Regions from separate parts of the Mustela erminea genome. Here region 2 is linked to region 1. Evidence: chromatin contacts called from public Hi-C data. All regions are on one chromosome and are shown on one strand. The core of a region is the stretch at or near the end of the contact, and the rest is flanking DNA. Distances in the headings are between cores, read along the strand shown. Region 1 holds the start of SNX27 (sorting nexin-27). Region 2 overlaps RIIAD1 (RIIa domain-containing protein 1).

What was found. Hi-C and Micro-C count contacts between places; a contact is called where the count stands out from the background.
Region 2: a contact with region 1 is called in a Hi-C map of skeletal muscle, with 9 times the contacts expected there. The contact joins the enhancer-like site here to the promoter of SNX27 in region 1. A contact is called at or near these places in 2 of 3 Hi-C or Micro-C datasets (fibroblasts and skeletal muscle).

What each region holds. Positions count from the first base shown.
Region 1 is chr10:2,163,696-2,168,455 of mMusErm1.Pri, reverse strand. SNX27 (sorting nexin-27) reads right to left here and starts at 2,097. Exons shown (of 12, transcript XM_032303647.1): 1 at 1,560-2,097. The coding sequence starts at 1,870.
Region 2 is chr10:2,261,740-2,266,173 of mMusErm1.Pri, reverse strand. It overlaps RIIAD1 (RIIa domain-containing protein 1), which reads right to left. Exons shown (of 5, transcript XR_004276313.1): 3 at 3,929-3,975; 4 at 2,697-2,824; 5 at 1-2,060. Among named protein-coding and RNA genes, the nearest start is that of RIIAD1, 7.7 kb to the right of the region's middle. Within about 2 kb of position 3,068, the one cell type or tissue checked has open chromatin away from gene starts, as enhancers often do. A contact at or near this core is called in fibroblasts, where this site is marked.

The DNA.
Region 1 (4,760 bases), core at 848-3,347:
GGAGGGACTCCTCAACTAGGCTAGATCCTCACGATACTAACCTCTTTGAAAACTTCGGCAAACCTACTGTTTTCCTACAGAAGAGACTGAAAGTTGTGGAAATTGTAACTAAAATAACATTTATAAAAAATGAGAAAGACCTCATGAGGACAAATCCAAGCACTGAGAGAGAGGGCAAAAGTGTGGAAAAAATAAGGTTCAGTAAGAATGCAAGAGATACAGGATTGAAGACTGCTGAGGAGAATGGAGGTAATGAGAGTCAGCCAGCAATCACTATATAAATTTTAATACAAAGTATAAAGGCACCAAGGGTAAAACCTGGATGAGAGTGATGGAGGAGGTCTGCACAGAAACACAGGAAGACAAGGCAGCAGAGCTCTGGGATGCAGTGGGAAGTAAGGTTGAAGGAGTATGAAGGAGGAGGGGCTGCAGTAGGAAGAGGATGGGTTGCAGCAGCAGCAAGAGCCTAAACTGAGAAGTGAAAGCAGCCTGGAGGAGATAAAGAATAGGATAAACTCAAGCGTGGGATCACAAGAGGATGTAGTAAGAGAGAATAGAAAGGGCATGCCCCAATAAAGTAAGGAGGTCAAAGACCCGAAAGAGGAGCATAATTTGGGGGGAAGGAGGAATGAAGGAGAGCTCCACCATAATCCTGACTAAAAAGAAGTAGGAGTATGGTGCAAAAATGAAGATCAGAAAAGGGGGGGGGCTCAGAATACGGATGCTCACAGAGGTACATGGAAATGGTAGACACTAGATTCGAAATGCTTGCGTGAGATGGGATATTCTTTACACAATAGTGTAAAGAAACTAGTGTCAGAGACACCCTCCCCCACCACCAAAACAAAAACAAAAACAAAAACAAAGGCATGCAAGCAAGGATCAGAGAAGAAGGTACACTCTTGGGAGTGTGAATCCAAAAGGGAGAGGGGGAAAGGGACACAGGGCAGGACAGAAAAAATGAGGGGGTGCTTAACCACAGGAGAGGGTAACTAAGGAAAGCAAAAGGAGTGCAGTAGAGGGATGATATTTCCGCAGGAAAAGTGGGAGCAGATCACAGGTTTGCCTACTTCGTCTAGAGGACAGAGGGACGGTCCATGAGGGTTGACCGCAGCGGCGAACAAAAACTACGATGCTTAAGATGAAAACTTGGGGAGGACACGAAAGAGGCCGGGTCAGAAAAGGAGATTCCGTCAGCAGGGGACAGAAGTCCATTATGAGGGCAGCGCGGAGAAGAGAGCGGCATACCCAGGGGTAAAGCAACCGGGCCGAAAAGAAGGCAGAAGAATGGGGGCAGGGGTAAAAACAGCGGGGGCGCAGGGACGTAGACTGGTTACAAGGAGGGAGGTGCGCGTTGCGAAAACCCAAGGAGCGGGGAGGTGAAAGGGTCAACCCCAAGGAGGTGCGGGGCCTGAGGGGAACGGAGTCCCTAGGGCCGGTTCCGGGACTGGAGGGGGGAGGGGGGACAGTGGGGCCCGAGCGCGACAGGGGTAGAGTGAGATGCAGGGACGGCCGGAGGGGGCGGGGCGGGGTGGGGCGGCGGGCGCCCAGATACTCACACCTCCAGGATGCGGTCCCCCTTGCGCACCCCGGCCCGGTCGGCCGCCCCCCCGGGCAGCACGGCGCTCACATGCTGCAGCGGCGCGTACAGCTCCCCGTTGATGCTCCGCAGTTGCCCGCCCTCGCTCACTTGGCCCCGCACGTTGAAGCCGTAGCCGGACTCGGACTTGACGATGCGCACGACCCGCGGGCCGCCGCCTCCCCCGCCGCCGTTCCCGGTGCAGTGGAGCCCGGACCCCCCACCGCCGCCGCCACCCCCGTTTCTGTGAGGGGCTGAGGGGTGAATCCCTTCCCCGTCCTCGTCCGCCATCTTGGGAGCGAGCGAGCCCTACCGCCGCCCCCCTACGCCTCCACTCCCTATTCGCGCGCGTTCGCCCAGTTCAGCAGCCGCGCGACCCCCTACGCGCGCGCCCGCTCCGCCGCCCGCGGGACCCAAGTCCGTCACAGAGCCGCCGGAGGGGGTAAAGGGGAGGCCGGGGGCGGGGGGAAAACGGACGGTTAGGCCCGTGGCGCCTCCTGGGAGTTGTAGTTTCTGGACGGTGGGGGCGGGGGTGAGGGCAGGGCCCGGGGCGGAGCGGAGGTTATGTGTGACGCAGTTCGGGGACAAAGCCTGACGGGAGTTGTAGTTTGGGCGACTAACACTGCATCGAGTGCGACGGACTGTTCCAACTGTTGACATGCGGTCAAGTTTTTTCTTCTTTCATTTCAGAACTCATTTTGTAGCCTCTAAAGCAAAATATTAGGATAAACTGATGTTTGTGACTCGACAGCCTTAAGTTGCAACCTTAAATCATTACAACTCATTTGTTCAGTACCTTCTGTGTTAGCATACATTATTTTATTCCGTGGCCCCAACAACCTTGTGAGCTGAGTGGATCATGAATTCATTTCTGTATTTCACTTATTTGGAAACTGAACTGTAGAGCCCAAACTCATTCAGCTATTAGCTAACAGGAAATAAGACCCGGTTATTTTTTCGCAACTTCCACGTATTGCAACTATATAAAAACTATACTCCAACTATACAGAAAGTATATGCAGAGAAAACTACAGTCTCAGCGATTTAGAACTGGATATTAGAGGGGCTAAGTAATAATTTAAATTGGGCAATGATTTTGAAGTTATCCTTTATTTCTGATTTATTTTGTTTCCCCAAACAGCACTGTAGAATTCTTGGCCAATGGCCCAGTTGATGCTTTTCAGCTACCTACCCAAATGCACACTCACAGAGAGTGTGCAGAATGCCCAGCAAAGGCAAGAAAGAAGAGCAAGAACCAAAATAATGAAAATAGCTTACTTAAGCACTTAGTACTGGAGTCTGGTATTTCAGTTTACCCTCCTGACTGATGTCTGTGACTGGACATAAGTTAGTCTGTTACTGTTTTGTGGATGCTGACAAAAGACACAGAATTACTGGGTCGGAGACAAAGGGCTATTACCACACAGGAAGCAACATGAGCTTCAGCACGTTTGTGTCAATTCCTCTTCCCCCAGGTCTTACAAGGGCTCACATGAAGGCTGTGCACTTACTTGGTTGTGCACAACCAAGGAACACTGAGTTGGGGGAAAACTGCCTTTTCATAGGAAGCAATGACAAACCTGTTCTCTGTCATGTAGGGAGACATTACTTCTTTCCTTAAAGTTGCTCACTCTAAATGCAACCTTGAGAATTGACCCTGGTGAAGAGCAGTCAGGGTTTTGCACTTTTGGCATACCCAGGAAGATGGGTAGAAGCATGAGAGACCCATAAAGAACTGTTTCTCTCAACATTACTATGTGCCCAACACTGTTCTAAGCACTTTACATCTGTAATTTTATTTAATCTTCACAATCCTATAATGTGCCCTACTTTTAGATGAATAAACAGGCGTAGAGAATCCATAGAGCTAGTAAACAATCCAGGAGGAGCTACAGGGATTCACAGTGTAAAAAAGAAAAGAAAAGCAGGGAACCTGGGTGGCTCAGTCTGTCGAGTGTCTGACTCTGGGTTTCAGCTGAGGTCATGATCTTGAGGTCCTTCGACTGAGCCTCAGGTTGGGCTCCATACTCAGCGCAGAGTCTGCTTCAGATTCTCTCTCCAGCTCTCTCTGCCTCTCCCCTTGCCCCACACTCTCTCTGTCTCTCAACTAAATAAATAAATAAAATCTTAAAAAAAAAAAAAGACAATAAAAGTTTCGTTGCAGAGAGAGGTCTGATGACATATAAAAGCAACAAGCAACCACCTGAAAGAATTTGTGGACTGTGTATGGGCTTCTAGTAATTGCTCAGGATGTGGGGGAAGAGAGTAGTAGAATAATTAAGACATCTCACAAAATGTGGGATAAGGATTCAGCTATTATATTAGAACATAGAAGTTAGTATGATCTTATAACCAACCTGATGAAGAAGTATATCAATTGCACAAATAGGGAAAATAGTACAAGTTGAAATAAGAATTTTGCTCTACAGTAATACTCTACAATCATTTAGTTTGAATTGAGCTCTATATGGGCATAGATTTTTTCCACTAGACATCAAAGAAAGGAAAACGGGAGCTTCCACTGAAAGAGCTATTTTTTCGTTTGTTTATTTGACCAAAAAAAAAAAAAATGTACTGAATGCCTGCTCTGTTCTAGACTTTGCAGTGGTGTTAGGGATACAAAGATAAAGAAGATGTTATCTGCAAACTCCATGAAGGGCAGTATGACATGGTAAAACTCACAAATGCACGTACACCTTGATCTGGCAGCCCCACTTCTAGGAATTCATTCTACTGTTAAACTTGTGTATGAAGTGACATTTTTGTGAAGAGAGTCATTGCAGTATTATCTGTATTTGCAAAAGACTGAAAGTAACCCAATGTTCATTAACTTAGGGTACAACCACAATGGAAAACCGAAAATAAAGAATAAGGAGGCTTTTTATGTGCTGAAATGAAATGATCTCCTGGATACAGTACATAAGTGAAAACAAGGTACAGCATAGTCTGTAGAACATGATAACATTTTTGTATAAAAGGGGAACCATAGATATGTTTTTATGTCTAGAAATATTTATATCCCTAGAAGTATTCACAAGAAACTGATAATGTTGATTGCCTCTGGGGAGGGCGATTGGACCACTGGAGTGGGACAGCAGTTGAAGGGAGACTTCATTATATAGCTTTTTGTAACATCTGAATGGCAGATGTTAGGCAGATGAATGTGTTACCTATTCAAAAT
Region 2 (4,434 bases), core at 1,819-4,318, 97 kb before region 1:
ACCTCACTTTCAGGCTCAAAACAGGAAGAAAGGTGGGAAAAGGGAAGGTTCCAAGCTTTCCTAGAAACCCACAGTGCACCTTGACCCGTGTTGCCCCTTGCTGCAAGGCAGGCTGGGAAACCAGGGAATGTGATTGCCATGCTTGGCTCAGGATAAATACCATCTACCACTTGGGGCTGAGCCCACTGCTGCCCTCAACAAAGCTGGTGTATGGTCAGCAGGGAAGAAAGGGATAAGAAGGATGAGCAGGGGACATGCAGGGTCTGCTACCACCTCCCTGCTCAGCAAAGTGGAGAGCCTACAGTACCCTGGCCCCCCATGCCACCCTCCACATCCCTCTGGCAAACCCTTCCCCACCCATCCCATGCCAGTTTCTCTGGGGCGTCCTCACTCCTGCACGTAGAGCCGGTATCCTTTCTTCCTCCTCCTCTAGATGTACCTACACCCATCACAGCTCTGTGACTTTATAAGTCTTTGTAGCGGCTGATGCAACATGATTGCTTGCTCCATTACACAAGCATTCATTCCCTCCACAGATGCTTACTGAGCACTTACTACATGCCAGACATAAGCCCGGTTTTTAGATTTGGCCCCTGTTCTGACGGTGCTTTCCATCTACAAGGTGAGCTATCCGGACAGTTCACGCTTGGGGAGAAAGGTGCACATCTCCTCCCAGACCGTCAAGCAGCTCGTGGCAGGATGACCTCTGCACCTGACCCTCTGGACCCAGTGTGTGATGTCAAACAGAGCAGATGCTCTAGGACCACGTGCTAAATGCAAGCTTTCCTTGGCTTTGAAATATATTCTAATTGAAATGCATTTATTATTTCTTCCAGGAACCTTCCAAGAATGAACCACTGTCCTCCTGTGGTATCATGCACATGAGCATCTGGAAAACACTGCCCTCTCCCCACCTTGAGGCAGGCCTCCCTTCCTGGGAAAGCTTTCGAGAGAGTCTAATTTAACACTTCACATCAGAGGTCCTTACTACATGTGGGTTTTCTGCTGACGGCTTCATCTTGATTTTCTAAGCAGGGGTAGCTCACTGCCAGAGCCATAGCTGCTGAAGTGTGACTCTGAAAGCACTTGAAAAACTCTTCAGGTTCCTGCTGCATAGCTTATTAGGCATCGCTTTACTAGTCCTCTCCATGCCCGGCTCTGTGGCCCTTCCACCATGGAGGGGCTGGTAGCTGGGGATAAGATGGACAGAGACAAGGGGCAGAGAGAGAAAGCACAGCCCCTGCTTTGGGCTGTGCCTCCGTTGCCTTGGTGATGTGGACCGGAGACACCCAGGTGAGAGGTCCTTCACACAGCGGGTTGTGGAGACCAGAGAGGTAGGGCACAAGCACAGAAGACATTCATGCCTTCCAGGCCTGGAAAGGATGTCAAAGACCAACTGGCCCTCTCCCCTGCCTGTTAGCTGCAAACAACAGATGGGCAGCTTGTTGGTAAAAATCCTCATGAACAAAGTCCACCACTTCTGAGTCACCTGTTAGATTTATAATTCACAAGATGCAGGACCCCAAATGGGTTTTCCTTGTCCAGTCTCATTTTCTTGCAGTCCCTCCAGCCCCATTGCTTTTATCGCTGATAGAAAAGTTAAACCTTGTACACGCCATACGGTAAATGGGAGGGAAGATGGGGGTGGGGAGGACACCGTGCTAAAACGTGGACTCAGCTTCAGGGCCGCCCCAATCAGCTGTGGGCCTCTTGGAGTCCCCACCCCTGTTCTCTCCTCCAGCCTCAGCTCTGGGAGCAAGTGGCCTGGAGGGTCAAGGAGGACACAGTGTGAGGCATACGTGGGAGCAGCCTGCTGCCCTAGTGGAGGCCCACAGGCTGCGGTAGATGGAGAGACGGCCCTGCGGCCCAGCAGGTCCAAGGAGGGGTGCCGCAGCCCTCCCTACTGGATGGCATCCTCTTCTGAGTGAAACACAGCAGAGAGATTAGAAAGGTCTGTTTTTAATGAATATCTTTAAAAGCCTTTGCAACAGCAGATATGGCCCAAGGCAGCTTGGGACCCCACTCTGATGGCAACAGGGCTCCCTTGCTTCCGGGTGACCCTGCAAAATACAAACGGTGTGGTGACACCAGGAACGTGGCTTCTTCCCACCTCGTAAGAAAAAATCCCAACCTGCAAAATTCTTTCAGAAATCATCCTGCCTGAAAAATGGGAGACAACCCTCCTGGGCAGAGCCTGGTTTGAAAAGAATGGGTAACAGGAAAGTCCCTCGTCCAAGGTGCTGCGAAGGAAACTGTTCCAGCCCCTTCCAGAAGCAATGGGAACCCTCTCTGCTCCCCGCACCAGCGACAGAAGGAAAAGGCCATCTGCGAGAGTGCTCGCTATTCCAGTATTCCACAGTCTGACAGTGGGGTCTGGATACCAGTGGGTCCCACCCCCGTCTCCCTGCCACTCCTCACTCCTCACTCCCACACGGTTCCGCTTCCACTCTCCGACTCCATTCCACCAGGCTCTGAAGACAGATGTCTCTTCCTGCCATGGACATGCCAGACAAACCCTGGGCCACTCTTCACAGCCCCTAATTCCCCAAAATAGTGTCAAGAAAACGAAACACTTTTGCATGAAACTTCTCTGCCGCTTCTCCCTCTGGTTTCCTTCACACTCCGGGCCGAGAAGCCCAGACTTTATTTTGACAAGAGCAAAGCAGCCTCTGTCTGTAAGCGAGGTTAACACCCACCCTGAGGCTGGATTCTTCCTGGTCTCTCTCAACAGCTGAGCATCCTGATTCTGCTAATTAAGCCGCTTTCTTCTCCTTAATTAGTTGCATGTGAATCTTGTTGGGAAGTCTTGGATCCGTGAAATAGTCTGGGATGAGAATCGAAAAGAAGAAATTATCTAAACCCAAGGGGAGAAGGCGGGGAGGGAGTCCGCTCACTCGGCTCAAAAGCAAGGCTGGCTCAGCCTCAGCAGGCCTGTTCCTGGCGGCCCTGCTTTCCAACAAGTAACAGAAGTCACAGCAGATCCCGTGGTCCCCATCTCCGCCCGGAGTAGCGCTGAGCCTGCCAGCTCCCGCCTTCCCGGGAGGGGCTGACACAGAATGGCTCCGGGCCCGGCCACACCAGCCGGCAGCTCATCAGCTTGCTGACGCACGGGGAGCCATCAGAGGGCTGAGGGATCTCTGGGTTTGCTGCTCCCGGCCCATCCTGGGGCCCAAAAAAATGCCAAGTGTTATTCTCGTCTCAGCTCAGCTTGCCAGCTTGTCTCTGAGCTCTCACGCCCTCTCCTCTCTGAGAATATCCTCTCAGAGGAGAGCCAGACTCTCACACGATGACGACAGAGGATGGTTTTTATACACCCGGCATAATGTGAATCAGAGGCAGCATCTGCTGGAGTTGCAAAGACGCACCAGATTCAGTTAGAAACGGTGTGCCCCCGTCACCAGCTCCCTGGGCTAACAGGCCCCAAGAAAGCCTCCCTCCCGGCCCTTCCCTCTGAATACCAGTGACCTTAAGCCAGTTGGGGCAGTGGAACCCACTAAGATCACCTGGGGACCTTTACAACCATGGGGCTGCCCCCCTCACCCTGAGCTAATTAAATACCAACCTCTGGGGTGGGCCCAGGCTTCAGCATTTCTTAAAAACTCCCCAGGTGATTCTAATGTGCGGCCAGGGTGGGGAACCCCACTTCAGGAGTCCCAGGGAGAAGAGCTGCCCCTCTGCTCCTTTGGGAATCTCAAAATCCTTAATCCTCACCATAAAGAAGCTCTGCCTCATTTCTTATCTGTCCTCATTTGGAGGAAATGACAATGATGGAAAGAGCCTTCTGAAAAGAGCTCCCCAGGGCCACATCAAGTGAAGACGTACCCCCAAACTCTGTAGGGAGAATCGTGGGCTTGTCCAAGTCTAAATTTGCAATAATACTCCTCGGGCTGGTTTCTCAAACACCCAAAACAGACATTGCCTTACTCACCTGCAGAAAATTCTTGGATGCTGTCTGGTCTTTTCAAAAACATTTCTCTGGAAGACATGAAGAGATAAGCGTAGGAATAAAGCAGGCTTGAAGGCAGACGGCACTCAGCCTCGGCAGCGGGTCCCACCTTTCAGGGAGCGGAGTGACCCATGACACACCCGTCTGGGAGTCAATAAGCCAGAGAACTCCTGACAAAGACCCTTCCATTTGTGATTTCCCTTCTGATCAAGTTCTGAGGCAAGGAGCAGCAATTCTAAATGGCACTAAGCTCAGCTCACAAGACAGCTGTGTCCCAGCCAGGTGAAGCTTGTCACTCATTCATCAAACATTTTCACAGAACCAGATCCCAAGCCAGGCATAGGTGGTGGAGATGAAGGACATGCTGCCTAGTCCTTGAGGGGCTTGTGTGTGGTGGGGCATATATACAACCCCACAGCCTGGTGACGATGTTTAACAGTGAGTAACCACAGGAGTTATGGGGCAGGCAGCGATGCAATCAAAGTGGA